Linked DNA regions of Mus musculus: all the other regions are linked to region 3. A link is a contact called in public Hi-C and HiChIP or PLAC-seq data. All regions are on one chromosome and are shown on one strand. Each heading gives the region's core, a stretch centred on a gene start, on an enhancer-like site or on the middle of the called end of the contact. The rest is flanking DNA. Distances are from core to core; before and after follow the strand shown. Region 1 holds the start of Bcl2l13 (BCL2-like 13 (apoptosis facilitator)). Region 2 holds the start of Kdm5a (lysine (K)-specific demethylase 5A). Region 3 holds the start of Dcp1b (decapping mRNA 1B).

The links. Hi-C and Micro-C count contacts between places; a contact is called where the count stands out from the background. HiChIP or PLAC-seq counts read pairs in DNA pulled down with a chosen protein or histone mark.
Region 1: a Hi-C map of B cells shows a contact between it and region 3, with 5 read pairs. The contact joins the promoter of Bcl2l13 here to the promoter of Dcp1b in region 3. A contact is called at or near these places in 3 of 484 Hi-C or Micro-C datasets (B cells, CD4 T cells and CD8 T cells), 1 of 115 datasets of contacts at active chromatin or transcription factors (double positive thymocytes) and 2 of 9 other capture datasets (adipose tissue and liver).
Region 2: a contact with region 3 is called in an H3K27ac HiChIP or PLAC-seq map of microglia, with 6 times the contacts expected there. The contact joins the promoter of Kdm5a here to the promoter of Dcp1b in region 3. A contact is called at or near these places in 3 of 39 promoter capture datasets (hippocampal neurons, liver and pre-B cells), 2 of 115 datasets of contacts at active chromatin or transcription factors (microglia and pro-B cells) and 1 of 9 other capture datasets (embryonic tail).

What each region holds. Positions count from the first base shown.
Region 1 is chr6:120,834,426-120,837,834 of GRCm38.p6, forward strand. Bcl2l13 (BCL2-like 13 (apoptosis facilitator)) reads left to right here and starts at 1,805. Exons shown (of 7, transcript NM_153516.2): 1 at 1,805-1,932. It overlaps Gm38889 (a long non-coding RNA gene), which reads right to left and starts at 1,769. Exons shown (of 3, transcript XR_869411.3): 1 at 1,679-1,769.
Region 2 is chr6:120,362,314-120,366,063 of GRCm38.p6, forward strand. It overlaps Kdm5a (lysine (K)-specific demethylase 5A), which reads left to right and starts at 1,786. Exons shown (of 28, transcript NM_145997.2): 1 at 1,786-2,465. The coding sequence starts at 2,301. It also overlaps a transcript of Ccdc77 not described here.
Region 3 is chr6:119,173,801-119,177,323 of GRCm38.p6, forward strand. Dcp1b (decapping mRNA 1B) reads left to right here and starts at 1,453. Exons shown (of 9, transcript NM_001033379.3): 1 at 1,453-1,642. The coding sequence starts at 1,493. It also overlaps a transcript of Cacna1c not described here.

The DNA.
Region 1 (3,409 bases), core at 555-3,054, 1.7 Mb after region 3:
CTTATTTGAAACTAGGCACCCACATGGTGCACAGATGTACATGTAAACAAAACGCTCATATACATAAAATAAAAAAAGGAAGCGTTCAAAAGGGTTAGGATCATAGTTTGTAGATTGGTGTGCCCTGAATGATATCCCCAGCAACACACAGGCATACTAGCTTATACCCGAGGCCTCAGCACTCAGGAGGCAGAGGCAGGATGAGATTCCAGGTCATTCTAGGATAAAGAGCAAGTTTGAGGTCAGTATGGAACACTGTCCCAAAAAACCAAGAGCATATAATTAAGTGAAATTCAAGATATTTGTAATTGTGCCACCATTATCATTGTGAATTTTAAACATTTCTATTACCTCCTAAACTTAGCTACTGGTCATCACTTCCTTTCAGTTTGTATTGATTGTTTTGCTTTGAAATGTGTGTGTATGGGAGGTGGGGTTAGGCAGTGTGGTCAGAGAAATCTACTTGCTAGCGATGGTTTTCTTCTTCTACCATGTGTGTTCCAGAGATCCAGCTCAGATCATTAGGCTTACAGTAAGCACTTTTGCAACCTGAGCCATATCAATGGTCCCCAGTCAGTTTTGTAATCAATCTTTTATTATTTTTTTTAAAGATAAGATTCACTATGTAGCCAGACTCCAATTTATCCTCCTGCTTCAGCCTTCAGAGTGTTGGGATTACCAGCCTGTACAAGCAACTGGACACATTTATCATTTCTGATCTGACTGATTGCAACCGCCTTCAACCGCCTTCTAACTCCTAATCTTCTGTGCTGTTTGTGTTACTTTGTCACTTCATTTCAGTAACACAGGCTGAAACTCAAGCTGGCTAATGCAGGGTGTTTATCTTGCCTAGATATCTTGACCTTTTTACACGATCTAAAAAGCTCTTGCTGAACAACTAGATAATCGGGTTATACACAGCCTTCATGGTTTAAGTAAATCTATTTTTCTTTTTCTTTTTTTTTAAGATTTATTCATTATTATATGTAACCACATTGTCACTGTCTTCAGACACACCAGAAGAGGGTATCAGTTCTCATTACAGATGGTCGTGAACCTACCATGTGGTTTCTGGGATTTGAACTCAGGACCTCTGGAAGAGCAGTCAGTGCTCTTAACCACTGAGCCAACTCTCCAGCCCCAATCTATTTCTTTTTCTTTCTGGTTGATAAGCATTCAGTTTATCTTGGACCACAGGTTGGACATGCTTTTGTAGAGTCAAGAAACAAACATAAGAAACTATAGTCCAGGCAGCTTGCCAGGCAGTGCGAGTAAAAAATGGATTACTACTATAAGACTCTTTTTATCACCATGGTGCCCGGATCCTGAGTTGTCTCAACCTAGTCATTCCACCCTGCCTTTAAATTGCTTTCCTAACTTTCAGGACAATCTCCTGGCAGCCCTAGGAAGTGCAGTCTTGACCAGTAACCTGAGGGCTTTAGTACTCCAGGAACGCAAAAGTCTGCAGAACTCTGCTTCTGCTATGCCACCAGCTTCTTGTCCCACACAGGGGTGAGCAGGCGTGCGGTGGTGTCTACCTCATCACCCTTCGCCCTAACTAGCACCGGAAATGACTGGGTGAAGATACTTATGAAGTCCAGAATCGAGGATTTAAGCGGCTCCTGGAAAGAGAGGCACAGGACAGCTTCGTACACAGGTCACGCCTGCGCAAACTGACCAGCAGGTGTCAGTGACCCTGCTTCGTTTCCAGTTGACCGAGCCGCTGGCTTCCGGCTTGGCATTACGCCCGGGCCCCGCCCCTACGCCGCCGTGACGTAGGCGCGCCAGGGTGACCTCACCGTCCAACATGGCGGCGGCGGTAGATTAGGTTCGCGGGTCGAAGCAGCCACTGTCGCTCCTGCACCCCGTGGGAAGCCCCTGCTGCCGCCGCCGCCGTCTCCTTCGTCCCTTGTGGGGCAGGGCTGGAGCCAGGTGAGGGGAGTGGGATTCTGGGGCGGCCCTGGTGGCTGGTGGAGCGGTTTCCATCCGCTGAGGAAGGGGTCTTGGAGACCACCGAGCTGACCACGGTGCTGCCCAGGGCGCGGGAGAGACCGGGCCTGAGGGAGGAGGACCGTGCTGCTCCGCCGCGGCGTCTCGGAACTTCTGAGGGGCTGTTTGGGGTGAATCCGACCTGTCCAGTGCGCCCCCACGCCGGGCGGCTTTTGAACCGGCTGTGTGGCTGCCTGAGGCTCTGGAACTCACCCTTGCTCTACATTCTGTTCTTCACCCAGATCTCGGCTTTGGGAAGCAGGGTCTGTTTTGGGGGGCAGACTAGGAAGCGTGAATTCTCGCTTGGAGGAGGGAAGCGTGTGCCATTCACTTAGACCGATTATAGATTAGCTTCGCTAGTGGTGTCCTGTCACAGTGTGAAGGCTTGTTTCTCAGTCTCAGCGCTGGCTGCGTTTTGACACCCATTCACGGTCCCACGCCACCCCCCCCCACCCCCAAGACAAAACAAAACAGACTAGGTCTTCTTACCACACGAAGGCGATGCCTTTCACAGTGATTCGGGGTTTTTTGTTTTTCTCTTTTTAAAATCCCTCCTCACATTTTCGCGGCATCCTGCATTTCTTGCCTTTACATTATAGTCCTGTGAAGGAGGTAGCCTAGGCTAAGTTGAGGATTTTACTTAGGGGTAAAAATTGAAGCGATCTGCCCAGAAATTCACATGCTTTTGACTGATAGTTCGGCTAAACAGTTCGCCATTCCCACACACAAGTGTTTATCTAAGAGGTCTGTTTTACTCTGTGTTTAAAAGTTTTGAACCATGCTGACAGGCCCCTCTGTCTGATATTTAAAAAAAAAGTTTTTGCAAAATTTCCAATATTCCCCTTGGAGGCTTGGTATAAACCAGACTGTTGATGCTCTCTGCCCTAACTTGTGTGACCTTAGATGTATTGCCACACCCTTGAAATACCTTTCTTCCATTTTGTTTTAACACATAAAGAGTTAGGCAAGTGTGTGGGTAGTGAATCACTTACATTTCACATACACAGTTGGATAAATGTGTCCTGGATGATTATAACAGCGAATTGAAAACATTTATACAGTTTTTCTACAAAGTCTCTTGGCTCTGGATGATCAGGCACTATTCTAAACTATTTTTTTTTTTTTTAGTCCTTAAAATAACATTTGTTTTGTTTTGGTTTTTGAACTGTATCCTAAATTGGCCTTGAACTCAAATCCTGCCTTTTCTGTTTTGTTGTTGTTGTTGTTGTTGTTTTTTGTTTTTTTGTGGAGACAGGGTTTCTCTGTCCTGGAACTCACTTTGTAGGCCAGGCTGGCCTCGAACTCAGAAATCCGCCTGCCTTTGCCTCCCAAGTGCTGGGATTAAAGGCATGTGCCACCACTGCCTGGTAGATCCTACCTTTTCTTCCTCCCCTGAATGGAGATCCAGGAGTACCCAGCC
Region 2 (3,750 bases), core at 536-3,035, 1.2 Mb after region 3:
TTTTTTTTTTTTTTTTTTTTAAATCCCAGGGCAGCCTTGACACAGACAGCTGAGGATGATCTTGGAGTTGTGATCCTTCAGGCTCCATCCCCAGCCAAATAACAATATATTTTGATTGCGTATGTAATGAAAGAACTTTTGATGAGTTTTAAATTTTCAAGTATACCAGGTACAGTTGTGCACACCTTTGCTCCTCCCAGCACTTGGGAGGTAGAGGCAGGGGTATCTCTGGGAGTCAGAGGCCAGTCTGGTCTACAGAGAGGTCCAGGACAACCAAGGCTCTACAGAGAAACCTTGTCTTGAAAAACAAACACAAAAATTTAAAACAGTCTTTTGAATTTTACTATTTCTCTTTTGATGTGCATAGTTCTTTTTTTTTCAGATTAAATGCTAAATGACCTAAGTCTTGTTATAAAATATTTTAGTAATTGTATATAATTCATCATACCTTCCTATGTCCATTTTTTCTCTGTATATCACTTTTTCCCTTTTTTCTTTAAGCAAGAAATGGAGACTATACTGGAGTTACAGCTCAGGACACATTTACCTAATATGTTCAAGGACTTGGGTTCAATTTCTAGTACAGAAAGTAATTGAACAAACTAGCCTGAGTCCATTTCCTTGCATTCCTGATCCTGACTAGCAGAATAGAACCTTTATTTATGAGTCAGCGTTTTACCTGATAGCCACCCCCCCACTCCAACCCCCCCAGCCTTTGATTACTTAATGTGTGAATTTGTAGATGAATGTATGTGGACCTGGCGTGAAGGTGAGGTCAGCTTTCAGTTCTCTCCTTTAACCATGGGGTTCCAGGAATCAAACTTAGGATTTCAAGCTTGGTGGCAAGTGCCCTTCACAGCTGAGCCACTGTTCTGGCCCTTACCCCGTATTCTTGACCATTCTGGAACTCGATAAGTGTACCATGTGGCCTTATGGTGCTCTTTCTACATCTCCTTCCCCAGAATTGAGTTTATAGTCCTGAGCCACCACACAGGGATTTTCCTTACTTACAAGGTCTCCCGTAGCCTAATCAGGCCTCAAATTCATATGCAGCTCGAACTGCCCCTAAAGCATCTACCTTCATCACCATAAAGGTATATGGATGTGGAGGGCACAGGATAACTTTGGAGCCGGTTCTTGCCTTCAACCTTGTAGAGTCAGGCTTAGACGCATAAAGGAACTGTAGGACCGTATACCAGAAACGTGGCTTTTTTTTTTTTTAAACCAGCCATTGCTGATCGGAACTCTATGCGTGTGCAACTATGCCCGGCCTTCCAAGTAGAGGTTTCTGACAAGGTGACCAGTTTCATACCAAACTGAAATGGGTTGGTTACAAAGCAAGCGTTTTCAGGCCCTGCTTACTACTCAAATACGGTTTCGGGATGGCTGCCAACAGCTAGACTAGCAAGGCCAGGCCCTCTATGGGTAGGTTCCCAGTGTCGTGAGAAAAAGCAAGTCGCAGCTGGTGGTGAAGGCCGGCCCATGTAATGACGGAATTGGGCTGAAACCTATTGGTCACGGAGAAGCGAGAAACCCGTACGAAGGCGACCGAGCGAAACGAGTTGTACAAGACTAGCATTCGAAAGAAGGAAACGGAGACGCGGAAACTCGGCCAAGAGTTCGTCACTTGTCCAAACCTAGACAACGATGTTAAAAACAGGTCTCGGAGAACGAACAAACCCGGCCGACTAGCCACGGAGGGGCCCACCTTGCGTTCGTGTCCCCACCCCCGACACAAAGAGGAACCGGAAGCCCCTTACCGGAAGCAGTACCTCTGCTCTCCGAGGCATTACACATTCCTCCGCGCGCCGGAAGCGCGCGTTCCACCTTGCGGGGTAGCTTTTCCCTCGCCTCTCCTCGAGAGAGGTCGCGGCGCCTTGAGGGGCCGCGCACCCGGGGTGGACGGAGGGCGCAGAACTTTGACAGGCAAGCTGTGAGAAAACAAAAAACCAAAATAAAACAAAAAAGCTCCGCCGGCCGTCATGGAAGGGAGCGAGGAGAGAAGACCCGACTAGACGTGGCGGCGGTGGGATTTTGTTTCCTGCGGTGGCGGACTGATTTAGCAGCACGTTAACTTCCGGGAGCGTCCTGCCCCTGAGAGGAAAAGCCCTGAAGGAAACAATAACAAACGAGCGGAGGGAGAGCGGCTGGCGCTCCTGTGAGGACTCGTTCTCGTCCTAAGAAGATGCGCTGCGGCCCCAGTGCGGGGACGTGAGAGGGCTTTGGTGGCCGTCAGCCAAGCCTTTCCTCGCTTGTGCACCTCAGGCCCCCCTGGCTTTTTATTTTATTTTTTGGTGACCATGGCGTCCGTGGGCCCGGGGGGCTACGCGGCGGAGTTCGTGCCACCGCCCGAGTGCCCGGTCTTTGAGCCCAGTTGGGAGGAGTTCACAGACCCGCTGAGTTTTATCGGGCGCATCCGGCCCTTTGCGGAGAAAACGGGCATCTGCAAAATCCGGCCACCCAAGGTAGCGTCGCCTGAGGGCGGGGACGGGGGGCGTGCTGGGGCGGCGGGACGGTCCTCCTCCTCCCCGTGGCTTTCCTCTTTGGGGGTCTTCCGTGCTCTCCGGGGGCCCCTCCCTCCTCTCTTGGTGTCCCGAGGCCACTTTTGAGGATGTTTTTTGCCCTGGTTTCTGAACGCAGTTTCACGTCCACTTTGACATTTTATTTGATCGCGTGTGAGTGTGTGTGTGTGTGTGTGTGTGTGTGTGTGAGAGAGAGAGAGAGAGAGAGAGAGAGAGAGAGACAGACAGACAGAGAGACAGACAGACAGAGAGAGGGAGAGAGGGGAGGAGAGCGAGAGAGCGCTCGCGGAGGGGTCAGAGGACATTTTGTAGGAGTCGATTCTCTTCCTGCGTTGTGGGGGTTGTGGGTCTCCGGGCTCGAACTCAAGATTGTCAGGCTTTGGCCTGACGACTGGGCCATCGCATCGCTTCTCAGGTCCCCCTTCAAAAGACAGAAAGAGGTGTCTCTGGGACCTTTTCCTTCCCAGAACTTATTGGGCACGGATATTGTAGTGTGGATTGGAGGTAAGGATAACAAAAGGCTTCAGGCCCTTCCTAGGGAAAGGCGTTTGAAGTGTCCTGTCATCAGCTCACGCACCATCTTTCTGTTTGCGTGTTAAAAAAAACCCCACTAATGTCGACCGTTTTTGTGTCCAAGCCTACTGATGTTCAGTTTATCAAACCTTTGCAGGCCACTACTCGGGTTTCTTAAATTTAGTAATCCGAACTCAGGTTGTCTACAGGGTGATGTCACTAGACTAGAACCCCCACGCTAATTATTACTGCAACAAGGAGGCATCCTTGAGAAAGATAAAGAGCATTAATTTTTTGTTTTTGTTTTTGTTTTTTTAATGTAGAGGTTTAGAAAGAATTGGCCAATGAATGGTGATGGAAGAAAACGTTGAAATCTCTATATGTAAGAAATAAGAAAGTAAGGGACAAAGATTCCCAAACTGTACTATAAATAATCAAGTTTGCCTATAAATTGGTTAATTAACCTCACTTTCTAAGGTTAGGAAAGCAAATGATACCCGGTAATGAGTGGAATTAATTCCCTCGGAGGTTAAGTTATATGCTCAAGGTCAAAGGGTGGTTTTGTTTTTTTAAAAAAAAAAAATATTAGGTGTTTTCCAAATAATGTTGTTGGTGTGGGAGAATGCTGCAAGGCCCAGGCTTCCATCCTCACTAACATGGGAGAAAAACCTTGTCCAAATGTTGCTGAAAAATGAGCACCAGCGTCAACTGGATG
Region 3 (3,523 bases), core at 203-2,702:
TTTATGCACTGAGCAACTACCAGATTCTCATCATCCCAAGTGTAAACTGACTTAATAAGTCACATAAATGAACAAGTCCTAGCCTCACAAAGACAATGTAATGGTACAAGGGATGCCACTTTAATGATCTGTTCATGTAACTATAAATATCCTTTGATGATATATCAAAATTTGACAAAGTGCAGTTTCTTGAAGTCCTATCACCCTTTCATACTTTGTGGGACACTGAAATCCACTGATCCACATTCGCCTTGAATGGATCTCCTACCTGTATGTGAGTTTGTGACACCATTTTATTATCTGAAAATCATTGAATGACCGGGCTAAGGGAGCTATATCTTTCAAATGTTGACAGTTCCCATTAGAGTATAATCTTTTAGAAGTGTACTCATTGATAGCACCACAGGTCTCATCTGAAGAGACTTAAGTATTGAGACAGTCAAGCTCATGGCCCATTTTTTTAAAAATTAACCTAAAAAATTATCATTAGCAACAATACCTACCCCTTGATTTCTTGAAAGAAACAGGAAAATCTTAGTTTTGAAAAAGCCTGTCCAGAATCTATCTGAATAGCCATAAGTTTGTTCATCTTTCTTTCATGTTAAACTGATGCTCTGTGGAAGTAAAATTAAACCCCTGGGCTGGGTGGTGGCACACCCCAGTAGTCCTAGCACTTAAGACCCCAAGGCAGGAGGAGCAAAGACTGAAACCTGCCATAGACTCTGTCTCGAGAAACAAGCCCTCCAACCCCAGCAAAACCTACAATAAAACCACAAATTCAGCCCATCTCAAGTGCAGAACATATTTGCCTAGAGGCAAATATGGCGTGCAACAGCTCTGCGTTATCCATTCTTTCTAATTTTTCCCCCACATTAATTTAAAAAATATACCCAAAGATTGTTTTTTTTTTTTTTAATTTAGTACTTTGACCAAGGGACGCCTGGCTTCAGCTGCTCAGACAAGTTTTCCAGAGAATAATGCACAGCGGCAAGAATACACCGGCTAGTGGTGCAGTTTGGGGCCTCCCTTGGTTCTTTACCGGTGCAGTCGTCCTTTTGCACACATCATGCAAGTCTCAGAATTGTCATGGACAATCATAACCTTGCAGGCCTCTGAGGCACTCAGGAAATCCCTCACGGATATTGGGGAGCCCCATTTAAGAATTCTCAGAGTTCTTTTTGGAGTGACTATGTTTGATTGGTCATCGAAGAGCCAAAGAAGAGCTCTGCAAAGGCGTGGGCCGTATTCAAGAAGGAAATGGGCACAGCTCAGAGGCTCCTGAAGAAAGAAATAGATAAAACGGGCTTCCTTGAGCAGGGCTGAGCTTCCTGTTGCCAAGGCGACGATCCTCCGCGAGAGGACCCGGCCATCGATTAGCGAAGCCTAGCCCGGGTCCCCAAATGCCGGAAGGTCGCCCCGCCGCGCTCGCTCGCTCGCTCGGCGGTCGATTGAGGGGGCTTCCTGAAGGCTGGGCAGGAGGGTGGGTGGGAAGATGGCGGCCGCGGCGGCAGGTGGCCTGCCTGGGAAGGGACACGATATCAGCCTGGCAGCCCTGCGGCGCCACGACCCCTACATCAGTCGCATCGTGGACGTGGCCAGCCAGGTGGCTCTGTACACTTTCGGCCATCGGGCCAACGAGTGGGTGCGTGCGGACGCCGCGGCCGTGCGGAAGGCGGGGCGCGGACAGGGCGGGAGATGCTGGGCACGGCTAGGCGGGCGGGGGCCGGTCCTGGTGGAGGGCGACCCGCGGGTCCACCAGCAGGTGGGGGACGAGGGACACAGAAGGTGTGGCCGGCTCCGCTGAGTGCGGGCCACGGGCTTTGAGATCAGAAGACAGAAGCTCTCCGGCAGCGGAGGGCAGCCCGGAAGCCCCAAACTTAGATAAGTCCAGCCTCGCGGAGGAGGAGCAGCCGGAGTGCGAAATGCAGGGCAGGCACCCACCTAAGAGCAAGCGTGGGAGAATAAAGAGGAAATGGACATGGGTGGGACACCCCAGACTTGGATGTAGGAGGCCAGGGTTGGTAACCTAACCATTTCAGTCCATTTCCAACAAGACCGAGTCCCAGCCTACAGTAACTGGATGAAGTTTAGTTTTCCACACAACTAGACTGGAATTGCAACGGGAGACCAATTAGTTCTGGCCTAGGCATTGGTTCTTATCATTTATAAACCATCCCTTTGAATATATAAAAGTGTCATTTCCTCCTCTTTTGTGACTTTTGTCCAAATATTCATCAGTATATAACCAATGCTTTTAATAAGGTTCATTGGGTGTATGGAAAACACCTTGCAAATTTTCAATTTTTTTCCCCCGGTGTGTTCGCCAAGACTGAAACAAACATCAAGATTTATGCAAAGAAAACTTTCATTTTTGAGCAGATTTATGATTAAGTAGGCTGTAATAAGAACGACCCAAAAACCATGCACACAAAAGAATGAAGAAAGTTCTTGGACGTGGAGCTTGGGGCAGGCACCTGCTTCATCCCCAACACCCCTGAAACAGGGCCGGGAATCTTTTCCGATAGTTTTGTCCGAGTTCTTAACTGAAGTGAGGCAAAGAATTCATGTCTGTTCTCCTAAGAGCCAAACCTGAAGGGGAAATCTGCAGAGATCCATTGTTCTGAATATCCCTAGTTTGATTAATTGAGGCTGTCTTTCTTGGACACCAGAGGAAATTACACTATGGGCCTATATAAGTAAAGGGAGTTTCCCCACTGAAATGTTTCTCTATTTATGTGAAGATACTGTACATAAACGTGCTTCACTTCTCTAGGTCAATGTTTCTCAGCCTTCCAAATGCTGGGACTCTTTAATACAGTTCCTCCTGTTGTGGTGACCCCTAACATAAAATTATTTTCGTTGCTACTTCTTAACTGTAATTTTGCTACTCTTCTTATTGTAATGCAATTATGTTTGGAGATAGACGTATGCCAAAGGGGTTGCAACCTATTAGTTGCATGCCCTCTGCCTGGACTGGCCTCTGCCTGCCAATCCACACCTAATATTATGGAGGTAATTCAGTTAGTATACATGGAGTAGGACCCAGTAAGAGTTAGTGGGGTAAGTTGACTCGGCAGGAGGCTCAGGCTAGAAGATCAGAAGCCGTTGAAATGTACAGTGCACCATTCCCACCCCTCGGTAGCAGTTTTCCTAACGCCTCTTCACAGTCCTGTGTGGCAGAAACCGTTTTAAATCCCTACAGAGGTGGACCAAACGCCCAGTGAAGGCCAGTGTCACATTGCATTATTTACAGGAGTTTTGTTTTCCTGCTTCCTCGACTTGTTTTCTTCAGACAGGATATAATTCACTCAGTAAAAGGTCATTTCTTTTCAAAGCCCTGATCTCCTAGGCTGTGGTTGCCTGGCAAAGGAGAGAGACTTAGTTCAACAATAGAGCAGTCTCTGGGGGCAATCAAGTCATCACTGCTGTTTCCCCGTGCTGTATCACTCAGGTCTCCGGATGAAAGCCTTTCCAGTGTAAACCTAATAAGTATAAAAATATCCTTAAAAATGAAAGGGAAGGG